Linked DNA regions of Mus musculus: region 2 is linked to region 1. Evidence: chromatin contacts called from public promoter capture Hi-C data. All regions are on one chromosome and are shown on one strand. Each heading gives the region's core, a stretch centred on a gene start, on an enhancer-like site or on the middle of the called end of the contact. The rest is flanking DNA. Distances are from core to core; before and after follow the strand shown. Region 1 overlaps Tlk2 (tousled-like kinase 2 (Arabidopsis)). Region 2 has its middle 8.8 kb from the start of Cyb561.

Evidence for each region. Promoter capture Hi-C pulls out the DNA fragments that hold promoters and counts their contacts.
Region 2: a contact with region 1 is called in a promoter capture Hi-C map of liver, with 3 times the contacts expected there. The contact joins two enhancer-like sites. A contact is called at or near these places in 10 of 39 promoter capture datasets (the 3T3-L1 cell line, the C10 cell line, embryonic stem cells and 5 more), 2 of 115 datasets of contacts at active chromatin or transcription factors (both in embryonic stem cells) and 1 of 9 other capture datasets (embryonic stem cells).

The regions. Positions count from the first base shown.
Region 1 is chr11:105,215,572-105,219,238 of GRCm38.p6, reverse strand. All of the region lies in intron 6 of Tlk2 (tousled-like kinase 2 (Arabidopsis)), which reads right to left. Among named protein-coding and RNA genes, the nearest start is that of Tlk2, 36 kb to the right of the region's middle. Within about 2 kb of position 1,563, at least 10 of the 459 cell types and tissues checked have an H3K27ac peak or open chromatin away from gene starts, as enhancers often do.
Region 2 is chr11:105,951,663-105,954,964 of GRCm38.p6, reverse strand. No RefSeq gene overlaps it. Among named protein-coding and RNA genes, the nearest start is that of Cyb561, 8.8 kb to the right of the region's middle. Within about 2 kb of position 1,369, at least 106 of the 459 cell types and tissues checked have an H3K27ac peak or open chromatin away from gene starts, as enhancers often do.

The DNA of each region.
Region 1 (3,667 bases), core at 314-2,813:
AATTCATATAATATGGCTATATAATTTGTGATCAAAGCATGTTTTATAGTAAAGAGAATGTATTTATAAGATCAACACACTTATTTCTGAAGTTATACAGGAAAGAGAGACAAGCATCTTCCTATCTTCTATCACATATAAAAATTATAACAAGAAGATGGCTGGTGGCAGCATTCACTTTTAATCCCAGCATTTGGGAGGCAGAGGCAGGCAGATCCTGAGTTCGAGACCAGCCTAATATAAGTTCAAAGTGAGTTGAAGGACAGCCAGAGCTACACAGCGAAACCCTATCTCAGAAAGAAAGAAAAAAGAAAGAAAGAAAAAGAAAACTTATACAAGAAAACATAAGCAAATGCTGCTATAGCTTAGTGGTCAAAGATTTTATACCTGGGGATGCAACATGCATGTGTGTGTTTTTGAATCATAGTGACATTAAAGATGTATAACATAGTCTCTCTTGTTCTCTTGCCCTCTTCCCTTCCCTACTCCCTTCCCTATTCTCTTCCCCCTCTCTCTACGTGGTCACAGTCGGCCTCTACTTCTCTACTCTCTCCCTCTCCCTGCCTTTCTCTGCCTCTACTACCCTCTTAGCTCCCCTCCCCGTGCCCTGAATAAACTCTATTCTATACTTTAAAAAGTATAAAATAATAAAAGACACTTATAAAGTTAAATGAAAAAAAATCAATTTAAGCATATCACGAATTTGTAAACATAATTACAACATACATGACACCAAATTAAGAATCTTAAAATGTCCTCCTAGCTAAACTGAAAAGGCCATTCAACATATGAAAAGATGTTTAATATCCCTAGAGGAAAAAAAAAAAAATCAAAGTTAAATCAAAGTATTTTTCTCGGTAGAAAGATTGTAATGACAAAATTCAGTTTTAGTTGGATATGCCAAAAGAAACTAAAACTGTTGACAGAAATGTACGTAACACCATATAGTATTTATATAATATATACCTCTATATATTACCTAAATATAACTATATAATGACAGAATCTCTCTTTGTAGTCCTGGCTGTCCCAAAACTTGAAAGACAAGCTGATGACCAAGTTGGCCTCAAATTCCCAGAGATCTACAGGCATTTCTGCCTCCCAAGTGCTAGGACTACAGGAGTATAGCGCCAATGCCCAGCTTGGAATGATCTTTGTAAATATACTTTTTGACTAAGGAATTATACAGAAGTTATTTTTGGTCGTGAGCCTAAGCTTTACTGGCTGAGCCATCTGAGTGGTGATGGGTCACACCTTTGATCCAGTGCCTAGAAGGGAAAGGCAGGAGGATCTCTATGAGCTCAAGGCCAGCCTAGTCTACAGAGTGAGTTCCAGGAAGCCTGTCTCAACAGGCAAAACAAACAATAAAAGTATTTACAAAGGAGACATTAATTACAATGACAACACTACTTATAAAACACAAATATTTATAGGACACTGAATAAATTAATATGATTGAAATAAGGAAAACTAGCACCAACTAGTACAAACATACATGTATATATCCTGAAGGATCTAGAAATAGAAACACTTGCCAACCGCCTTTGGGGAGTGAGGGTAGGGCTGACGATTGCTCTGAATGTGCTTAGCTACATCCCCAGTTCTTTGGGGGAGGAGATATGTCTCACTATATAGCTCTGGCTGTCATGGAACTCACTGTGTAACCAGGCTACCTCTAACTCAGATCTGTCTGAATCTGCCTGCCTCTGTCGCCCAAATACTGGTGTTTAAAAGGCATGCACTACCACACCTGGCTTTTCCCAGATCATTTTTATGTTTTCTCTGAGACAGTCTCACTGAATGGCATATACTGGTTCTCAACTTGCTCTGTAGCCAAGGTGGGCCTTTGTAGAAATGGCTGTTTTGTAGAGACTTTATAATCTGTTTATCAGGAAAAACGTCAAAGTCATAGTATGTATTTTAACCCACATCTAATTTTATCTTACTTAAAAATCATTAGATTTTATTTGTATGACTATTTTGCCTGTATGCATATATGTGCAGTATATGTATGCCTGTTGGATACCCTGGAGTTACAGGTTATAGATGGTTATGAGCCATTGTGGGTGCCAGAAACAAGTGCTCATAACTGTGCACTCTCTCTCTAGCCCTTGGTCTGGGTATTTAGCACAGACTAACCTCAAACACATGACCCTCTATCTTCAACTTCACAAATGCTGGGATTACAGCTGTGTACTATAATGTCTGGCTACTTAACTATTCATTTGAGAAAGTAAAAGTAAGATAAATATATCAAATTCTACTGACAAATGAATTTAGTTTTCCAATCTGTAAGTAACTAGTCCTCAGTATCAACACTCTTACCAAACATAAGAGTCTGAGTTTGTGCACTATAACACTGTGGTAACCATTCATTACAATGTGCTCACTAAGTCAACTTTTCTGCCCTACATTCAATAAATATCCACTAAGGTCTAAAGTCTTTAACTAAACAAAGGCAGGTTAGGATATTTGAATAAATCTTTCCCTGGAAAGCAAATTTAAAGACACGACACAGGCCAGGGATATAGCTAAACCCTTCAATTCCTAGACACCACGGATAAACAAACACGGCTGGGTGCATGCCTTAATCCACAACAAGTTCCAAGCCAGCATAGTCAAGACTTTTTATCAAAACAGCAATTTTTAAAGGGGCAGGATAAATATCTTTAAAGAATATACAAACATCAGGGATGTGATAAAATATATAGGATCTGCTAGGACAAAACCTAAGAGCACATGATAAATAAAACATCAAAGTCATATATGGCACCAAGATGTCAAGTAATCTCTGGCCCAAAGCCCAACCAAGTAGAGAGCTCAACGGGAAACACTTTCCACTGCAAGGTGGGCCTCCAATGCAGCAATTCTTAGGGAAACAGTAAACCAAGAGAAAACTTTCTTCTAGCCTCATGGTTTCAAGGAAGTTGCCTCGGCCATGTAGGGAATTGGGCTTAGAAAGTGTTAGGAGAATCCAAACCAATTCTTTGACAGCTGAAACAAACACCAAAAATAAACCAACCAAACAAATATGGGCCGGGCTGGTGAGATGGCTCAGCAGGTAAGAGCACCCGACTGCTCTTCCAAAGGTCCGGAGTTCAAATCCCAGCAACCACATGGTGACTCACAACCATCCGTAATGAGATCTGACTGTCTCTTCTGATGTGTCTGAAGACAGCTACAGTGTACTTACATATAATAAATAAATAAATCTTTAAAAAAAAAAAACAAATATGGGCCTTAAATGTGATGAGGTTACAACAGAAAGCTAAACTCTCTAGAAACTAAAAAACAAATATTCTCCCTCAAAGAACAAATATATCTTCACAGTCAAAAATAATTTTTCAAGAACTCTAAGTTATACATCATTAGAAAACAGTGTAAAGTTAAATAAAACCACAAAAAAAAAAGAAAAAATGAGAGCAGAAACTATAAAAACCTCAGATGCCAGAATTATCAGATACTGACTATAAAATCATGTGTTCAAGATTTAGAAAAATAAGAGATCAATGGTAAAATACTTGCTGAGCAAGACCTGTGGTTTGACCCCTACAATCACAATAAAGATTTTTAAAAATAAAGAGGACTGGAGAGATGGCTCAGCAGTTAAGAGCATATTATACTCTTGTAGAGGACCCTGGTTCAGTTCCCAGCACCTATACTATCT
Region 2 (3,302 bases), core at 120-2,619, 740 kb before region 1:
CTGATACACGGGCAGTATACCACCATGCCTGGCTCTAACTCTGCCTCATTGTTTTGAGATAGAGGCTCAGGTAGCCCAGGCTAGCCTGGGCTTGTGTGTGTGGGACTCAACATGCTCTTGTTTCTTCTTCCCATCTGAACTGATGTATGTGCCCCAGGCCTGCCTCCTGAGCATTCCCTGCAGTTTTAGGTCAAACATAAACTTAATAAGTAAGACATTAGCTAGGCATGGTGGCGCACGCCTTTAATCCCAGCACTCGGGAGGCAGAGGCAGGCGGATTTCTGAGTTTGAGGCCAGCCTGGTCTACAGAGTGAGATCCAGGACAGCCAGGGCTATACAGAGAAACCCTGTCTCAAAAAAACCAAAAAAAAAAAAAAAAAAAAAAAGTAAGACATTGCTTTTTAAAAAATTGTTGAGTTAGTGTTTAATAGGTAGAGTTTTAGTGTCTTAGAGATGAATGTGTTTCTTCTCCTCCTCCTTCCTTCCTCCTCCTCCTCCTCTTCTTCTTTCTCTTCCTCCTCCCCCTCCTTCTCCTTCTTGGAGTCACTATGTAGCTCTGGCTGTCCTGGAACTTATTACATAGACCAGGCTGGCCTTGAACTCACACGATCCCCTTGCCTCCCAAGTGCTAGGATTAAAGGGTCCACCACCACACCACACCCAGCAAGAATGTATTTCTTACTGTACGTCTAAGAATGCACAAGAAGGCTTAGCAGGTAGAAGCAATTGTCACCAAGTCTGACAGCCTGAAAACAATCTTTGGCTACCCCATGGAAGGTGAGAACCAAAGCCTACACGATGTCTTCTGAACCCCGAGTATCCTCACTATAATAATATTTTTAAAAAGCAATTAAAAATAGTTAAGAGGCGGGGCATGGTGGCGCACGCCTTTAATCCCAGCACTCGGGAGGCAGAGGCAGGCGGATTTCTGAGTTTGAGGCCAGCCTGGTCTACAGAGTGAGTTCCAGGACAGCCAGGGCTATACAGAGAAACCCTGTCTTGAAAAGCCAAAAAACCAACCAACCAACCAAACAAACAAAAAACAAAAATAGTAAAGAGATTGAGTGTAGGCTCACATCTATAATACTAACATTCAAGAAGCTGAGGCAGAAGGACTGCCATATGCTCGAGGCCGTGCTGGCTCACATACACAGCTCCTTAAAATAAATAATTTGAAAGTTGATGTACTGCTGAAAAGCCTTGGGGCAGTGGGCCCAACCCTGTCTCCAGCACACCCTGTCCAGTCCATGCACCCCCAGGCAGCAGGAAAGGGGAACTGGTCATCTTCTAGCCCAGAAGGCAGCCTGGCTCTGCCATAGCTGTGGATAGCGGCAATGCATCTTGGCCGCTCGGGCCAGGAACATGTGAGTAAGTTCTGACTCACATCTGTCCTTTCCTGGTTGCCTCATCTGGCCTGGCCTTCATTAGACCCTCCCACTCGTTCATTTACTCCTTCCTTGGCTCGGTTCCATCAAGATCCAGAAAAACAGCTCAGGGCCTGTGCTCCTGTTTGGTGACACAGTGGGGACAGCACTGAGCGAGAGCCTGGCTTCACCTGCACAGACCCGTGGGGGATGTCCTGACGTGGAACCCCAAGAGGAGTTGAAAGCCATCAGTTGTGGCCTAGGGGGCACAGAGGCACTGAGTGCCCAGCAGGAAGGGGCCAGGAAGGGACAGGCAAGGTGGAAAGAAAGGCAGCCTGAGCTGCTCGGGTGAAGAGAGTGAAGGACGTTCTACCTCCAGGCATCAGAGTAGGGAGAGCAGGGGACCAGCATGTGCAGAGCTCCAGAGATCAGAGGCCATGGCCCAGTAGAGCCATGAGCTCGAGGCTGTTCCGTGGGTGGCTGTCTAGACAGTCCACGTTGAAGGGAGGCAGAGGAATGCCTCTCACGGAAGGAACACGTTCAAACCGGCTCAGGTGAGGGGCAAGAGTGGGGAGGCGTGGTTAAGGAGCGGGCACTGCTTAGTCCCCAAGGGCTGGGCTTTGCTGTGAAGATGGTTCTCGGTGTTGTATCTCATCCTGCAGCTGCAGGCAGGCAGACCCCTGTGCTCTGGTCTCCCTCCCCCAGCCACTAGGACCCTTTGACCTTCTTCTGTCCCCTGCATGCTGATGGGTCAGGGATCCATCCCAGAGAACTCACCAGAAGGCATTCAGCCCCTCCCCAAGAGCCCAGGAAGTGGCTCCCAGGGCCTTCTTCAAAGCTGGGCCTGTGTCAGTCAGGACCTAGCCTTCTCCTCTACTTGCCACTATTGGCGACCTCTACCCAGGATGCACTGCTGCTGGGATGTGGAGGTGCAACTTGACTAGGCTGTGTCTCCCTAGTGCTCCATGCAGTTCCACTAATTCCAACCTCCTAACCTTGCAAGTTAGGTACCACTTAACTCCCACTTTGCAGGTGAGAAAGCTGAGGCACAGGTGTTAGTTGAATGTGATCATCCAGGGGTGGAGCCCAACATGGCGGGACAGGGTCTCCAAGAACAGTGATGGTGTCTGATCTTTCCCCTTCCCACAGACTGTGAGGACTTCCGTGGTTTACAGGAGAAGACAGTGCTCAGGAGCGCACTGGTTTTGTTGTGTTTTGTTGTGCAGCATAGGTTGGTCTCAGCAGCTACCTTCCTGCCTGGGGTTGCGGGTAGGCGCCCATGTCCAGCCAAGTTCTTTACTCTTTGGACTCTTGGTACTGTTTAATCGCAAATCTTAAACCTATTTCTTATGGCTTTGCCTCTAGGAAGTCAAAGTCCCCCCTGTCGCTGTTCTTATGTGAACAGGGACCGGATGACACCCCTCTACACTGGCCCTGTGTGAGGTCTCCTTCCTACCCACCACCTCCCCTGCACACAGTGTATATAACGTCCTGGCAGGGATGAAGATTTTCTGAAGAGATGCCCCGTGTCCTTCCCTAGGCTGCCATGTACTGAGACACTGGTCCCCAATGAACAAGAATCCCCCAGACAGGCTGAAGCCTGGTGCCACCCACAGGGAGGGACTTGCCTCTTCACAAGATTTCACACAGTTCTGTCTGAAGGCCTTGCAGGAGAGACTGGAGGAGCCACACTGAATAAATCTGTTTTTAATTATTTACCACCCCCCCACCAAGTATGCACTCATGTGTGCACACAAGTGTGTGTGTTCTCACATATGTGCATGTTATGTGGAATGTGCATGTGTGTGTTACATGGTATGTGCATGTGGGGTGTATGTGTGTGTGTGTCTGTTGCGGTGTGTGTGCAAGTGGAGGCCAGAGGTCAGCAGCAGGCGTCACCCCTCAGTGGTTTTTCGTCTGAAGGTCACTGATCCTCCT